2 separate regions of the Hordeum vulgare genome follow, and region 1 is linked to region 2. A link is a contact called in public Hi-C data. All regions are on one chromosome and are shown on one strand. Each heading gives the region's core, a stretch centred on a gene start, on an enhancer-like site or on the middle of the called end of the contact. The rest is flanking DNA. Distances are from core to core; before and after follow the strand shown. Region 1 holds the start of LOC123402881. Region 2 holds the start of LOC123406230 (adenosine kinase 1).

Region 1 (5,645 bases), core at 2,674-5,173, 270 kb after region 2:
GATGGCTTCAGTTTCATGCCTTGTGTGATTTATTTAGAAGGCTGTAGCTACTTTAAATCTTGTAGACAAATTGCTATGTTGCTGTTGAAAACATATTGTATGTTTGTATTGTTTTGAAGCTTGTACGGGCATTGTTGATGGTGTGGTGTGCTCCCATGAACCAACCCACTTATATTTTGTTGCTTGATCATGTGACAACCTGGTTACACTAGGGAGTGCCCATTAGAGTGTGTTTGTGGCTGTTTTGACCCGTAGGCCTTTTAACTTGTTTTGTAGTTTCTGGTTGATCCGTGACTCCGTTCTCTACGTTCTTTATATGTTTTTTCATCATTTTCTCGTGATGCACATGCTCATGCCATATTCATGCATGTCAAGATAACTTAATATGAAGTTCTGTCCAGAATTCAATTAACTCAACTAATGCATATGAAAGTGACTAGAATAGCGATGCATGCTTCCTTCTTCACACATGCATCATATTGATTGTTGCATTATGTCTTGCCGGTGTTCATTGGTTGTTATCTTATCTTGGGTAGCATCGGGAACGGAGAGCGAGTACGTGGATGCTGGAGAGTACGTGCAGGAAGATCAATGGCAGTTCCAAGCTGAAGACATCACAAGCAAGATGATCGTGACCTTGACACCGTATCTAGCTTTGTTATGCTTAGAATCACGTTTCCTTCATTACTTGCTCGCTGCCTACCAATTGATATAAATGCCACATGTATTTGCCATGAACCCCAAACACTTCCCTCTCCTAGCAAATGTTGTTTGGCTAAGTAGGCTTGCTTAACCCCTAATGAGTAGCTTTGCTAGTTGGAGGTGCCAGCTGTTCCATGTGATAACATGGGTATTTTGATATCATTATGTTTAAACTGCTATTTAATTAATACACATATATACTTGGTAAATAACGGAAGGCCTAGCCTTTTGTCGGGTGATTTGTTCTGCTGTTGTCGCCTTAGTTTCGGGGGACACCCCCTCTCCCCTCCCCCTATATATAGTGGGCACTTTTGACCATTGGGGGACACACTTTTCCCTCTCCCTCGACGCAGCCCTGTCCTTCTTTCTCCTCCTCTCTGTCGGTGCTTGGCGAAGCCCTGCCGGGAGACCTCGTCTCTCCATCAACACCACACCGTCGTGCTGCTGGAGTTCTTCCCCAACCTCTCCCTCCTCCTTGCTGGATCAAGGTGCGGGAGACGTCACCGGGCTGGACGTGTGTTGAACGCGGAGGTGCCGTAGTTCGGCACTAGATCGGAATCACACCGCGATTTGAATCGCCGCGAGTACGACTCCATCAACCGCGTTCTAGTAATGCTTCCGCTTAGCGATCTTCAAAGGTATGAAGATGCACTCACCCCTCTCTCATTGCCGGTCTCTCCATAGGAAGATCTGAATATGCGTAGGATTTTTTTTGAATTTATGCTACGTAACCCATCAGGAGGGCGGGGTACCGTTGCCAGAGACGTGGTGGCCACCTCTGCCACCATTGGCGCGATTGGAGACGGAGTTTGGATCCGGTGGTTATTTGTCATCCCCAAGCTTTTTTCGACACAAGCGGCAACATGTGGGTTGTTTCCGGCAGCAATACTCCGGCGCCGGTGGACGGTTGGGTGAGCGTGAGGTGTTGGCTATCCATTTCGACCAGCTGCGAGGTCATTGGTGGCAACAGCGGGGGGAGTGGGAGGTAGTGTGGCGCGGGAGGGGGAGAGGGAGTTTTACTCGGCCGCCGAAAGTTGAAGAATATTTAGGAAAAAATTGGGGGGGAATAAGGAGCTAGAGTATTTTTTTTACTCCCTTAATATTTTTAGGGTTTTGGCTAAGTCCGCTGTAAGGGAATAAACCAAATGTTTTACTCCCTTATGTCCGTATTGGTGATCGGTTAGAAATGCCCTAACCAGATTAATGATCGGTAAAACAATTTTGTAAGGTTTATAGGTGGAAGATTCTCCATAGAGACATGTGTCCCCTCTCACCGGAAAATCTCATTATAGGCCACCGTATGATAAAGAATTTTGCATGCGAATCCACTAGATTTTCCCCATTGAATTAAGTGTCAGGAAGTTCCCCGCAAAAAAAAGGAAAAAAAGTCTCCCGTAAAAAAAGGTGCGAGGTAGCGTGCAGTGCGCTATACTGTAAAGGGCACCGTTCTGTGTCGGCGCACCGGTGCGAGCGCCCCCGCCGGTCAACGCGTAACTCTACGATGCTACAGCTGCTAGCCATCAAATCTGTTTGTCTCTTCGTCAATCTCTTGCATCGTCTTCCTCTGGAAAATTACAGCGTCACGAGCGTCATTGACCCCCGCCGTAATCTCCCCTGAGGCGACTGAGCTCGATGCATCACAATACACCCCGTGCTCGCCGGAGCCGCTCGTCGGCGCGCTCGCCATCACGCTTGTTGAAGCCACTCACCGAAGCTGCTCGTCGGCGCGCTCGTCAGAGCCGCTCGCCGGAGCTCGTCACCGCTCGTCACAACACCCTCATGCCCTCCCCCCGTCGCTCGCCGCTCGTCGCCGTCGCCGCCGGTTTGAAGCTTTTTTCACTTTCGTTGAAACTTTTCCCGTGTTGCTTGAAGCTTTTTCCACAACGATTGAAGCTTTTTCCATGTCGTTTGAAGCTTTTTGCTGGTTGTAGCAAAAATGACAGGCTTTCCTCGTTGGTCTGTGGTTGAAGCTTTTCAAACATATGGTTGAAACTTTTGTGTCAACGATTGCAGCTTTTGTGTTTCGCTGTCGCCGGTTGAAGCTTTTTATATGGTCGGTTGCAACAAATCAAATGAAGAATGTATCAAATTTGTATAATGGTTGTAGCATTTTCCCATCATGGTTGCAGCTCGCCATGCCAATGCTTGTAGCAAAGAACAAATCGGTTTGCAACAAAATAGAATTACAGATGTAGCAAATTTGTATAATGGTTGTAGCATTTTTTCATCATGGTTGCAGCTCGCCATGCCAACGTTTGTAGCAAAATTTCCGTCAACGCTTGAAGCTTTTTTTCCATGCTGGTTGAAGCTTTTTTATGCCGTTTGAAGCTTTTTGCACACCGCTTGTAGCTTTTTTAATAGATGCGTACGCACAGATCTGTCCATGACATGAGGCAGTCATGTCATCTCCCCCGTGGCTCGGCCCGAGCACCGGCGATGGTGGTTTTGCAGCAGCGCCAGCGAAGGGTACGAGGGCGTGCGGCGGCGCCTGCGGGGGAGGGGGGGCGGCGACGGCCTGCACAAAGGGGACGCCAACGAAGGTACGAGGGTGTGCGGCGACGCGTGCGCGGGAGGAGGGGGCGACGGCGGCCTGCGCAGAGGGGACGCACGCGACGACGACGCCTGCGCGGGGAGGGGCGACGGCGACCTGCGCAGAGGGGACGCGCGCGATCCGCCCAGATCGGATGAACACGGTGCATCCGGCGAAAACGGTTCAACTGACGCGCCGTGTATAAACGTTTCTCTACTGTAAAAGTCAAAAAGTGTTTGCAAGAATTGCTTGATTCTCATTGATTTTGACTATTTATATAAGGAGCGGTTACAAAGATATGAGATGAAATCTAACCAAAAATAACGGTTGCTATTACAAGAGACAAAGTGACAACTGCTATAAACAGTTGCTAATAGGCAAGACAAACTTTAACTGCTAATTGCAGTTATCCTAATCAATGTCGGGGTTAATTAGCACATGCTAATTACCAATCCTGCACAGGCTAAACAAACTACTCGCAACATATACAACCGCGTGGCATAACAAAGGTCAAACCTGGCATCGTACAAGGCACGTTTGCACGGTCGCCATAGACCAGGAACGAGAGACCAGACGCGCGAGCACAGTGCGCCACCCTACCTACATCCTCCCGTCCCCTGGCCCAGCGCAAGCGAACTCGCAGAGCGCAATGAATGACCACTTGGACTCACCACGGACCTGACAAGACGACTGTCGCGCTTGCTTTGAACACGCCACCTCCCCTGCTTTTCATCTCGGTTTTCGTCGCAGAGCGGTTCGCTCACGCCCCACGCGCCCAAGCCCAACCCACCACCGTCAATCCTCACAAGTCACAATCCCCCGTCCCCCAACCCAAAACCCTCGTTTCATCGGCGGCGATTCCCCATCTCCTCTGCGTGCCGCCGGGGAGCGCTCGATTCCGGCCGTCGTTGGGTAAGCATTACTCTTCCAGTACACACGTTCTTTTTTCCTGCGCGACCCGATTAATTGCTTGCCGTCGCGCACGTTCGATTTTCGTTTGAGTTACGGCGGGATCGCGGTCGCGATTCGGGGGGAAAGGGTCGCGCTCCGTGGGTTCGGGGCTTTGCGCGGTGGGTTTTGTCCAGACCAGAGGTTTTGGCGAGGTTTATGCCCATCGATTCCGCCATTCCGGCATGCAGCTTCGAAGGCGACCCGGTTGTTGGATTTAGCGTATTTTCTTCCCGGCTGTGCATGCAAGTCGGACGGTTGCGCCTTCTCAGGCTTTGTTTGGATTATCGTTTAGCTTCAAATACCTCTGTAAAAAAAATACAGATCTCCTTCCATCGTTTTGCTTTCGCCTAAAATCTTTTAGCCTCCGGTAAAATACATCTGTATAATTAATACGCGTGTATTAAAATACAGGGCAACCAAGTGCGGCCTCAGTGTGGGCGACGTTCAGTTTTCCTTTTACCTCTCGGTCTCACCTCTAGATTCCAGTATGGATCCCCCCAGCCCCCTCTTTAATTCGAGGCAATCGATTTTGAGCATCTAATGTGGATATGAACACCGATTGGCTTAGAAGTTACCATGTTTGACCACCCCCCTTCAATTCCTTCTCACATTCGTGTTACCAGTTTAGCCCTTTACATCACATCTAACTCTGTTTGCTGGAAGATGTAAAAAAAAAAAAAAACTCTGTTTGTTGGAAATTACTTGTTATTGGCAGATGCTTTCAATTCTTTTTTTAAAAGGTGCTTTTTAATTCTTTGTTACATCTAATACGAATCGAGCCTAGCTTGGTTGGTAGGAAGTGTGGATATACATCCGCAAACCCTGGTTCAAGTCTTATTCAACTTGTACTTGGGTGCTTATCATCGTTTATAAAGCGTCCCCTCTTGGACGCTTAGGCGATGCTTAGGTGGCAAGGCGCCCTGGCAGTGCCTTATAATTATGCCTGCTTTAGGCGCTTAGGCGTCAGGGTGGTTGTTAGGTCGCCTTACGGCCTTATAAACAATTGTGCTCATTCTTATCAATTAAATGAATAGACCAATTTTGTAACATGCGAACATGAGGCTGTGTCCTAATGGGCAATGGTCTGTGCGCCATGCGCGGCTGCGTGCGTTCTTGTGACAGTGACGACACAAGTTGACATGGGAAGCATCAAGTGACTCGCGCGGTAGTGCTGCTCATAAATAAATTCCTTTTTGTTTCGCAAAAACAATTCGTTTTTGTTCCCCCAAAGATCACTTTTATGACAGCGAGTATTTTAACCCTTTTTTCACCAATGTTCCCATTCAAGAAACCTCCTAACACCAATTAAAAAAAAGCTCCTGACACAACACACTCCATTGAACTACTCCGTATTTGTCTCCAAACTGACAGAGCAGCTGTACATGTCGAACTGACGAGGCTTGCCACGTTAAAATGTATTCATCGAATTTGCTTCTTAGTTGGTGGAGGCGCACCTTTTAAC
Region 2 (5,236 bases), core at 1,920-4,419:
CAGTAAGGAAAAAGCCAGCAATATAGATGTATTTCGCTTTCTCAACTGTCAGCAACAAATGTCACAGTTGTCAGGAATTAAGTAATCCACCAAATTACAATAATATAGCAAAGTAGAAGATGATGTACAACTCAACTACAGTTTCCACACACAAAAAAGCAAACTCAATTAGTCATTCAGGAAACAAAACATTAATGCTGCGTTTGGATGTATGTATATTCGGCTCCCGAATCGTGAATTGGTTTTCGCAAGCCTCCAAAACAGCCGTTTGGATGGTTATGGTATTGAGTGATGGAAACTTGGGTCAATTCTAAGCGGCACAACCTCACAGTTCCGCACTCTTTCCCACGTTACAAAGCTGCGAACTCCACATTGCACTGAAAGTGTTTGTCCCGTAAAACTTACAGTTCCGCTCGCCCTCCCAAAGAAATAATAAGGGCTCGACCACGGCGGCCAGGAGCTAGACTATGGACGACACTCCCGCATCGGGAGGAGAAGCGAGGCGGAGGCCAGGAGCTTGACCACGCCGGTCTGACAGACGCAGAGACGAAGGCCAGGGGACAGAGGCCAGGTTGTGTAAGCGTATCGAGATGACTTAGTCAGAAATTTGCAACTCAATACTCTGGGCATCCAAATATAAATTTGAACTGGTTGAGCTCTTTAGATTTCAGCTATCCAATGCATGTACATCCAAACAGAAAATCTTGAATCACAGTCGATTTCTTTAGAACGTTGACTGTGATTACAAGCTATCCAAGTTGACGTCAGCATCAATTCAGCAATGATGAACATAATCCAAGCTAAGAGTTCAAAAGAGATCAAAACAAATACCTAGTGCCCAGTTCTCTGGCTTCTTTAGATGCTCAGATTTGTAGCAGTTTGCTGCAGATAAGTTTGCAATCAATGACCTGACCACATAGAAAGATATATAATTCAGATATTGTTAGAGAAGATGCTCAGGATCTAAATGTGGTAAAAACTAAAAAGATGGGATAGAATAATCGCATTTAAGTAATTAAGAAATATAAACAATGCAAAGACCTATGTGTTCATGCCTTATAAAAGTTGCATGGCATTATGTTTTAAAACTACGTGCTCCGCTCAAATTAAATAACTTTGTCCACCATTCTCACCATATACACGTCCCTCCCAAGTTCCGACAAGATTGAAACTTAACTTCATTGCATTACAAAATGGCATGCATCACAGGATAGATGCATCACAGGATAGTTCAATAGATAGCATAAACGTTTGACAGTGTTAATAGTTTCCCTAATTAAAGTGAGATGCACATACAACTATTACCATTTATAGAGAACCTGGATGGACGTATTACATTACCATTCAGAATAGCAGTGTACTATCATAGAGCATATACTAAGTTTTCTGGTAATGCTGTGGTCTTAATTAAGCAAGTTGGTGAAACAAGTAAACGTTACAAATATGAATAATGAATCATAAAAAATTGATTTCCAGTACAACATTTAAAGCCACAAAATAGAAGGAAACACAATAGCTGGTGAGAGGTATTATCATAGGTGGCATACCTTTCGCCACCAACAACACAGACAGCACATGTGCCTGTAGGAGCAGCCTCATCCTCGTAGTAATGAACCTAGATGAATACGAGACAAGACCAAGTCAGCATTAGCCAGTTAATGAATAGAACAGAAACATTTATATGATAAAATGGCAGGGCGAGAAAAAGCTCAAGAACTAACAGTGACTCCTGCAGCTTTAGCGGCGCTCTTCATCTCCTCACCATACTTGTCCTTTCCGATGCAACCCATGTAACTTGTTGCACCAGGAGTTTGAAGCATCCACTGCAAAATACATGATATATAAAAGTAAACAAACAGATCTAGCAAAATCTTTTGGTTGGTCATGGTTTACTGGTCTTTCGAGCTTACTTGGGCAACCCTGATAGAGTTCTGCGTGGCTCCTGGAACATCAAAAAGAAGACATAATCAATCTGAAAAATCAACAAGATAAAAAGAAATAGCACATTATACATGTTAAAAACACATTACCTCCAGCAATATATTCAACATTGCCCTTGCTGGACAACTCATCGTACCTGCCAAAAATCACAGTATGAGGTAAGAAATTATGCCATTGTACAAAATAACGGCACTGAGATGTTGGTAACGACTTAGATAGATGCTTACATAGGCAAGTGCTTGTCCTCCGCGAGAATGGCATTGTTCAGCTTGACATCATACCTAAAACAGAGAAGGAAGCATGTCAGCACAGTCATGATTACAACACATGTTACATAATACTCGAGCAACAGCATAGCAACAAAGCCAAGCATAAAGCACTACGCCCAACCCCTGATCGAGCATTCCAGCGTCAACTGAACCAGATTACACAGCGCATATCAAGCGGCTATAATTGGAGATCTATGCCAACAGATTCGGCAAAAAAACAGGAACACTAGCGGAACATGTCGCACATGCAGTCAATTTCAATAAGCAGCCCAAGCGAGACTTACTATATCCATCTAAATTATGTCTCCTATTTCTATGTAGAGGAACGAATTTTCAATAGCATAACTTGGGCTCCTAGAATATGGCGCGGTTAACAGAGAAATCGCCTGTGATATATCCATTGCATAATTTTGGATGAGTGACATGAGGGGCATGTCCATCGACTGTCAAATAAAAAATAAAACTATCGTTCGACTCTTGGTACCGTCCTGCGCCCGTACCAACCCGCGAAGCACTTTCTGTCGCCTCGGATCTGATGAGCAGAGGCGACGAATCTATCGAAGCTAACAAAACTATACCGTACGGATCCGGAAACTAACGCGAACGGAGACAAACAAAATTCAAAACCACAGATCGGAACGCAGAAAGCGGGGCAGAGGGGCGGGTGAGATCGGCGCGTACTTAGCGAGGAAGGCCTCGTCGACGACGGCGGAGATGTCGAGAAGGGGGTTGCCCATCCCCAGGAGCACGCCCTCGAGGTTGCTCGCCGCCATTCTCCTGCTCCTCTAGACGACGACGGCTGCGCAGGGAGGCGAGAGCGAGATCTGAGGTCTGCGTTGGCGAATGGCGAGAGGTTCGTTCCAGTGGTGGTGTGGTGGTGGGATGATGGGTGCGGCGGGGGTTTTAGTCGGCCTCGCCCAAACCTCGCGGGGCCCACCTGTCACCCTCCGTCGCTCTGCGTGGTTGGTGAGCGTTGCATTTGCAGGTGGAGGTGGAGGGGCAGTGGAAGAAGATCTAACCTACCCACCACGTGGTACTGCTACCAACTCTGTTTCTCGGATGCTCGCTGACGTGCGGGACCGAGGTTGACACGTTGCGGCGTTTGAGTGGTGCGCGCGCTCTTCGCTGAGATTGCTTTTGGTGCGGCAATCGATGCGTGGGTCCTTTTCGCCCACCAACCGCGTACAAATCGGTCGGTGCTCGGGAGTGGTGCACGGTGGTCCCGCTTATATAAATATTATTCTCTTTATCTTAAAATAAATGATTTAATTTTATATCTCTTCATAATCTTTCCTAATAATAAAGAAAATTCGATTTCTGGTCGTCCGTCATGAAGATAACTTTAAGGTTTGCATTTATTACCCACCATGCCACTGTTAGTAATAGAAAACGTTTTAGAAAGCAAAAAAAAATCTTGGATTGGACCGGCCCATGTAAAAACCTCCTACATTACGCTCTGCATGCTGGGAGAATATCCAGCACACCGTATGGGCCGGCCCATGCACAGGCGCCTGCTTTTAGTTTCGTTTATTTACTTATTTTCAGTTTCTTTTTTTTTAAATAATTTAGAACTTCAAATAATCTTTAAAAATTTAATAAACTGGAAATTATAAATCAACATATTTTAAAAAATAAAATGTTTGTGACTTCAAAAACTGCTCGGAGTTTTTTAAAAAGTTATCGCATATACAATAAAATGTTTGTACAATAAGAAAAGTCCATGATTTCAAATACAATTCATGTATTAAAAGTTATTAAAGGCATTTAACAAAATGCTTTCTAATTCAAAATATGTTAATGCATTTAAAAAATGTCCTAAAATTTTAAAAATAGCTAATGCCTGTTTTGATAGTTTCTTTTTTTTATTTAAAATTTTTCGTTCCATTTTTGTTTATTTCTAATTTAAATAATTTAGAATTACAAAAACTTTTGCATATTAAAAAAGAGGAAATTTGAATTAAATGTTGACGAAAACATAAAATGTTTGTGGATTCAAAAAAAGCGCCGAATTTTTATATTTTTTTGCAAATTCCAAAACAATGTCCATGAATTTAATAAATATATTACTGATTTATAAAAATATTTGTTTATTCAGAAAAACTTCATGCGTTTCAAAAAATGTTTGTGAATTTAAAATAAAATCCTTCAACATAAAAAATTATGTTCGTCTTTTCTTGAACTGGTCGCCAATTCAAAAGAAAATATTTAAACCCGTTCGAAATATAAAAAATATTCACGATTTTTAGTAAATTGTAAAAAATGTTCTCGATTTTAAAATTGTTTCCATATTTTTAAAATTCTCACGAAAGATTTAATGTATGTAGTTAAACATTAATACTTCTAAGTCTTTGTGACAATATACCTATGTGAATTTTTAAGAATTAACTCTTGGATGGATCAAATTATTATTGTACGTTTTAAAAAAGATATTGAAATTCAGAATAAATCTTTGAGTTGCCAAGATTTTTGACAACCATGATATATATTTTTTGAAAATGTAAAGATTGCTTCAACTTGTGGATAAATTTAAAAAAAGAAACATTTTCTTGCATTTGTATATAAAAATTTAAAATCAAGCGATGATATATGAACATAATGTGGTCACCATCATTGGAGATTATGTTTTTATGTTACGTGGCAACGCACGGGCCATTTTGCTATCTCTCCCTCATAATAAAGCAAATAGGGTTTCTGGTCGTCCGTTATGGCATTTTTTTTAAAAAGTCCCTCACATTTTATGTATTCAACCCGCACTCCCTTTTTAAGTGGAGAAAACGAAAAACGGTTCATTCGGTCTGCTATATATAAAGTGCCACATCTATTTCAGCACAGTCATGTACCTACCGTAGTGGTCGACGCACCGCCAGCTTGCTGCAGAGACCTGAGTTCGAGTCTAGGCCGGCCTGTTTTTCGTTTCCTATTGCTTCATTTTTTTTAAATTCAAATGCTTTTAAAACATTCATATCTTTTAAATCCTAAATCTAAATCTAGCATGTTATATATGAAAATCGCTCAGAAAAAAGTGA

Evidence for each region. A called contact is a pair of places that touch in the nucleus more often than the background predicts.
Region 1: a contact with region 2 is called in a Hi-C map of leaf, with 3 times the contacts expected there. The contact joins the promoter of LOC123402881 here to the promoter of LOC123406230 in region 2. A contact is called at or near these places in 3 of 6 Hi-C or Micro-C datasets (leaf and seedling).

The regions. Positions count from the first base shown.
Region 1 is chr6H:377,503,828-377,509,472 of MorexV3_pseudomolecules_assembly, forward strand. It overlaps LOC123402881, which reads left to right and starts at 3,924. Exons shown (of 6, transcript XM_045096843.1): 1 at 3,924-4,144.
Region 2 is chr6H:377,233,791-377,239,026 of MorexV3_pseudomolecules_assembly, forward strand. It overlaps LOC123406230 (adenosine kinase 1), which reads right to left and starts at 3,170. Exons shown (of 13, transcript XM_045099715.1): 1 at 2,892-3,170; 2 at 2,169-2,222; 3 at 2,031-2,077; 4 at 1,911-1,942; 5 at 1,722-1,823; 6 at 1,548-1,615; 7 at 832-908; 8 at 1-45. The coding sequence starts at 2,983.